2 separate regions of the Macaca mulatta genome follow, and region 1 is linked to region 2. The links are chromatin contacts, called in public Hi-C maps. All regions are on one chromosome and are shown on one strand. The core of a region is the stretch at or near the end of the contact, and the rest is flanking DNA. Distances in the headings are between cores, read along the strand shown.

What was found. A called contact is a pair of places that touch in the nucleus more often than the background predicts.
Region 1: a contact with region 2 is called in a Hi-C map of blood, with 4 times the contacts expected there. The contact joins the promoter of LOC717246 here to the enhancer-like site in region 2. A contact is called at or near these places in 7 of 14 Hi-C or Micro-C datasets (CD4 T cells, blood, cortical neurons and 4 more).

The regions. Positions count from the first base shown.
Region 1 is chr19:58,890,120-58,893,090 of T2T-MMU8v2.0, forward strand. It overlaps LOC717246 (large ribosomal subunit protein eL20-like), which reads left to right and starts at 1,665. Exons shown (of 2, transcript XM_077980790.1): 1 at 1,665-1,945; 2 at 2,245-2,756. The coding sequence starts at 1,778. The coding sequence ends at 2,607. All of the region lies in intron 1 of LOC144337229 (a long non-coding RNA gene), which reads right to left.
Region 2 is chr19:58,770,853-58,773,900 of T2T-MMU8v2.0, forward strand. No RefSeq gene overlaps it. Among named protein-coding and RNA genes, the nearest start is that of HIF3A, 19 kb to the right of the region's middle. Within about 2 kb of position 1,794, at least 8 of the 40 cell types and tissues checked have an H3K27ac peak or open chromatin away from gene starts, as enhancers often do. A contact at or near this core is called in CD4 T cells and blood, where this site is marked.

The DNA of each region.
Region 1 (2,971 bases), core at 415-2,914, 120 kb after region 2:
TGGCAGGAGCAGATGTGAACTCCCAGGAGTGGTGGACATGAATTAGGGGTCCTAGAAGCCTCACCACCGACTAAGGAAGCTGTGAAGTAAAGACCAGAGAACCCGGGGGAGGGGGAGGCCTTAGATGCTCCCCACCCTATCGACCAGGATGGACCCAGGCATCCACCCAGCTGGGTGGAGCAGAGACTCCAAGGCAGGAAGGACCTGAGTTCTGTCTCCCTGTCGTTCTCTTGGTCCCTTTCACGCTGTCTTCCCCGGCCCCCATCTGTCAATGGCCATGATTAGGTCACAGACCCAAGCTCTGGCCACCAGGGCAGGCAGAGAGATGACCCAACCTCCATAGCACCAGTGGAGGGGGGCGGGGCCTGCCTCCCACCTATGGGGGATGTCATTTGCTTGGCAGCCAGAGGGACAGGCCACCACCCCACCCTTCCTTGCCAGCACCACACCTGGCAGATGGAGAAACTGGGCCCATGGTTGCCTCTGCCCACACCCTCCTGTGGCTCTCATCTCCGTGGTCCAGCAGATGTGGGGAGCCAGGGTGAGGAATTTGGACACTGGAAAACGTGTGGAAGCAGTTAAAACCTGAAGGGACCAGGAGGGGCAGGGTGGGCACCCATCTCAGGATAAGTCGAGGAACAGCAGGCATTTTCCACGCCTGGCCCCTTGGCTCTGTTCTAAGAGTTCACACGCATTAACATTGCATTCCAGCTCAGTCAGACACTTTTCAGATGCCCATTTTGCAGATAAGCAAGTTGAAGTACAGAGAGGTTAAGTTACATACTCAGAGTCACACAGCCAGCAAGTGGCAGAACGGGACTTGAGCACCAGCTGACTGGCTGCAGTCTGTGCCCTGAACCAGTTTGCAGTAGCATTGAGCGCTTTACGTGTCAGGCGGTTTGCAGGCACTTAGGGTCTTCGCAACAGCCCTTTGATGCCAAATGCTAAAATAATATCTGGGGAAAAGCTTTTGACCCCTTTTAGCAAACAAAAATTTTATGATGGCAAGAATTTATCCTGCCTGGTTAATCTGATTTTTCCCTTTTTAGTACATGGATGGTCCCTAACCTTACCCCTGAATAGAAAACTCACGACTTCCCCCAGAGCTGTGCAGCTCTCAAAGCATTTTTTTCCCCCTGAGATGGAGTCTCGCTCTGTAGCCCAGACTGGAGTGCAGTGGCGCGATCTCGGCTCACTGAAGCCTCTGCCTCCCGGGTTCAAGCCTCCTGAGTAGCTGGGATTACAGGCGTGTGCCACCATGCCCAGCTAATTTTTGTATTTTTAGTAGAGACGGGGTTTCACCATGTTGGTCAGGCTGGTCTCGAACTCCGGACCTCACGTGATCTGCCCGCCTCGACTGCCCAAAGTGCTGGGATTACAGGTGTGAGTCACCACGCCCGGCCTCAAAGCATTTTTGTTAGCGGTCTTTTACGATTTCTCCACCGGGCGGGGTGGATCACGCCTGTAATCCCAGCACTTTGGGAGACCAAGGCGGGCGGATCAGAGGTCAGGAGTTTAACACCAGCCTGGCCAACCTGGTGAAACCCCGTCTCTACTAAAAATACAAGAACATTAGCTGGGCGTGGTGGCAGGTGCCTGTAATCCCAGCTACTCAGGAGGCTGAGGCAGAATTGCTTGAACCCGGACCCAGGAGGCGGAGGTTGCAGTGAGCCGAGATCGCTCCACTGTATTCCAGCCTGGGCTACAGAGCGAGACTCCGTCTCAAAAAAAGAAAATTCTCGCTTTTGCGGGTGGCGGCGAGCGCGGAGAGGACGCCATGAAGGCTTCGGGCACCCTACGAGAGTACAAGGTGGTGGGTCGCTGCCTGCGCACCCCCAAATGCCACACACAGCCCCTCTACCGCATGCAAATCTTTGCGCCTAATCATGTCGTCGCCAAGTCCCGCTTCTGGTACTTTGTATCTCAGTTAAAGAAGATGGGCCGGGCGCGGTGGCTCACGCCTGTAATCCCAGCACTTTGGGAGGCCGAGGTGGGCGGATCACAAGGTCAGGAGATCGAGACCACGGTGAAACCCCGTCTCTACTAAAAATACAAAAAATTAGCCGGGCGCGGTTGTGGGCGCCTGTAGTCCCAGCTACTCGGGAGGCTGAGGCAGGAGAATGGCGTGAACCCGGGAGGCGGAGCTTGCAGTGAGCCGAGATCGCGCCACTGCACTCCAGCCTGGGCGACAGAGCCAGACTCCGTCTCAAAAAAAAAAAAAAAAAAAAAAAGAAGATGAAGAAGTCTTCAGGGGAGACTGTCTACTGTGGGCAGGTGTTTGAGACGCACCCCCTGCCGGTGAAGAACTTCGGCATCTGGCTGCGCTGTGACTCCCGGAGCGGCACCCACAACATGTACCGGGAGTACCGGAAGCTGACCACTGCGGGTGCTGTCACCCAGTGCTACCGAGACACGGGCGCTCGCCACCGCGCCCGGGCCCACTCTATTCAGATCATGAAGGTGGAGGAGATTGCAGCCAGCAAGTGCCGTCGGCCAGCTGTCAAGCAGTTCCACGACTCCAAGATCAAGTTCCCGCTGCCCCACCGGGTCCTGCGCCGTCAGCACAAGCCACGCTTCACCACCAAGAGGCCCAACACCTTCTTCTAGGTGCAGGGCCTTCGCCTGGGTGTGCCCCAAATAAACTCAGAAACGTCCCGGTGGGAAAAAACAATTCTCTTGGAACTGTTCTGTGCCTGTCAACTGCATGGCGCTAGGGGGCGCTGCAGCACCACGGTGTTTTATAGTCATTACAACACTCGTCCAGCAGATGGCGGCAAAGTGTTGGGGAAAGAGGATGCCCTTTTGCCAATCCCCATATATTTTTCTGATTTTCATTTGTATGGTATGCAAACATTTCCAATTCTCAAAATTTGGTCTCAGCTACCATTCTAACTATTTGAGGCTTACGCTTCTCTGTTTCCCGTCCACTCTGGGCCGAAGTCTTCCTGTCAGTGAAACAGGGATGTTTAAA
Region 2 (3,048 bases), core at 544-3,043:
ACACATCCACAGTCTTACAGCTGACCCTGGGAGGCTAGAGCTGAGACATGCACCGAAGGTTGCTCCATGTCCTGGTCCCCTTCTAGACGTGAATCTGTGCAAGGGCCCAGGCCGGCAGAAGAAGCGCGAGGCCATCCTGTGACGGGGGAACTACGGGGTGTCCAGACCCAGCGGGAGCCGAGGATTCAGGAAAATCTCCCCAGTCGGCTCCAGAGGTGCCCACGGTGTGAGCTTTGGTGTCTCCCAGGTAGGGGCCAAAGCGTCTTCACCTGCCCAGCCCTGGGGATGGAAGTGGAGTAGACGGCACTCCTTTCTGGGCAACCTAGTGAGACCCTGTCTCTAAAGAAGTACATACACTTGGCCGGGCGCGGTGGCTCAAGCCTGTAATCCCAGCACTTTGGGAGGCCGAGATGGGCGGATCACGAGGTCAGGAGATCGAGACTATCTGGCTAACACGGTGAAACCCCGTCTCTACTAAAAAATACAAAAAACTAGCCGGGCGAGGTGGTGGGCGCCTGTAGTCCCAGCTACTCGGGAGGCTGAGGCAGGAGAATGGCGTAAACCCGGGATGCGGAGCTTGCAGTGAGCTGAGATCCGGCCACTGCACTCCAGCCTGGGCAACCAAGTGAGACGCCGTTTCAAAAAAAACAGAAGTACATACACTTATTTAGACTCCTCTGTCTTTGTCACATATATACATATATGTCATATATATGACATATGACACATATGACATTTCATATATATATTTTTTTACATATAAATATATATATAGCCAAAGACTGTAGACAAAGAAGGAGACGTTTTTATCAGGATTACAACATTTTTTCATACAAGGCTGGCACACGGTTACAGCAATTTGCTTCTAGGCAATGTTTCTTTTTGAGAAGGGCACATTGAACATCTTTTACAAAGGGTGTAATAGTCATGATTTTTCTCTTATTTGGTCTAAGCAAAGCAGGACAACAAAGGGGAACTTAATGGATAACAAGGGTCATTAATTAAGAAGGCACCACTGGGTGGACGCTGTGGCATCTGTAGCTCCAACACCGTGGGAGGCCGAGGCAAGAGGATCGTTTGAGCTCAGGAGTTCAAGATCAGCCTGGGCAACGCGGCAAAACTCCACCTCTACCAAAACATACAAAAATGAACTGGGCACAGTGGCACACACCTGTAGTCCCAGCTACTCAGGAGGCTGAGGTAAGAGAATGACTTGAACCCGGGAGGCAGAGTCGAGCTGAGATCGCACCACTACCAGCCAGCTTCGGTGACAAAGCCAGACCCTGTCTAAGAAAAAGGAAAAAAACCCCAAAAAACAGAAGACAGTGATTTTTGCCCCAAAGTGATTTAATTCTCCCTAGTCATTATACAGAACAAGAAAAATAAGAAGGTGAATTAGGCTGGGTGCAGTGGCTCATGCCTGTAATCCCAACACTTTGGGAGGCTGAGGCAGGTGGATCACTTGAGGCCAGGAGTTCAAGACCAGCCTGGCCAACATGGGGAAACCCCATCTCTACTAAAAATACAAACATTAGCCAGGTGTGATCCCAGCTACTCAATATCTGAGTAGCTACTGAAGCTTGAATTGCTTGAACCCGGGAGGTGTAGGTTGCCGTGAGCTGAGATCACGCCACTGCATTCTAACCTGAGCGACAGAACGAGACTCTGTCTCAAAAACAAACAATGAAAAAAAAAAGAAAAGAAAAGAAAAAGAAAGTGAGTTAACCTGTAATGTGAGAAACGGAAGTTGTAATTGTATGTGACTCATATCCCAGTCATATCACTTAAAGTGCTGTTGTGGTTCCAGTGGCTTTTAAATAATATTTATTTCCACATTGGTCAGACCACATCCCTACCCTGGTTAACCCCACTTCATGAAGCAGAGCGTTTGCAGGAGGAGGATGGGAGGAGGAGAGAAGGAACCCAAAACCCTCACGTGGCTGCTCTGCTCAGCAAACAGGAAACACCATCAACTTATTTTGATACAAATCCCTATGACCCCTTTTTATTCAAGAATTCTGTCACCTTTGGGCCGAGCGCAGTGGCTCAAGCCTGTAATCCCAGCACTTTGGGAGGCCAAGACGGGCGGATCACGAGGTCAGGAGATCGAGACCATCCTGGCTAACACGGTGAAACCCCGTCTCTACTAAAAAATACAAAAAACTAGCCGGGCGAGATGGCAGGCGCCTGTAGTCCCAGCTACTCAGGAGGCTGAGGCAGGAGAATGGCGTGAACCCGGGAGGTGGAGCTTGCAGTGAGCTGAGATCTGGCCACTGCACCCCAGCCTGGGCGACAGAGCAAGACTCCATCTCAAAAAAAAAAAAAAAAAAAGAATTCTGTCACCTTTGGCTGTTTTTCTGAGGTTTCTCCATAGCACCTTATCCTGAAATTTTCTTTTTTTTTTTTAATTTTTTTTTTTTTTTCTTTGAGCGAGAGAGAGTGTCACTCTCGCCCAGGCTGGAGTGCAGTGGCATGATCTCAGCTCACTGCAACCCCTGCCTCCCAGGATCCTCGTGCCTTGCCCTCCCAAGTACCTGAGTTTACAAGCATGCGCCACCATACCCAGCCAATTTTTGTATTTTTAGTAGAGATGGGGTTTCACCACGTTATCCAGGCTGGTCTGGAGCTCCTGACCTCGAGTGATCCTCCCCACCTCATCCTCTCAAAGCGACTACAGGTGTGAGCCACCATGCCCAGCCCTGCTCCTGGAATTTTCTTATAGAATCAGAGCAGACACCATTCCTAGAGGTAGAAAATTATATCTGCAATTGGCTGTTCTGGAAGCCAGAAACAAAGGACTGGCCAGGAACCCATCTCCCCTGACAATTGTGGAGGAGGAAGTTGAGGGCTTTCAGGATCCACGATGCCAGGCAGGAGGGAGCAGCTCTGCCACACACGATGCTCAGCTGTCACTGCCCCGTGCTATCAAGTCGTCACATCCTTAATGGTTTAATGCCCAACCCCAGAGCTGCTTGCTCTACCCGCACTGGTTGATTATTCTGGAAAAATAAAACTCTATAATATTTTGATCTAGGGAGCCCAAGGACC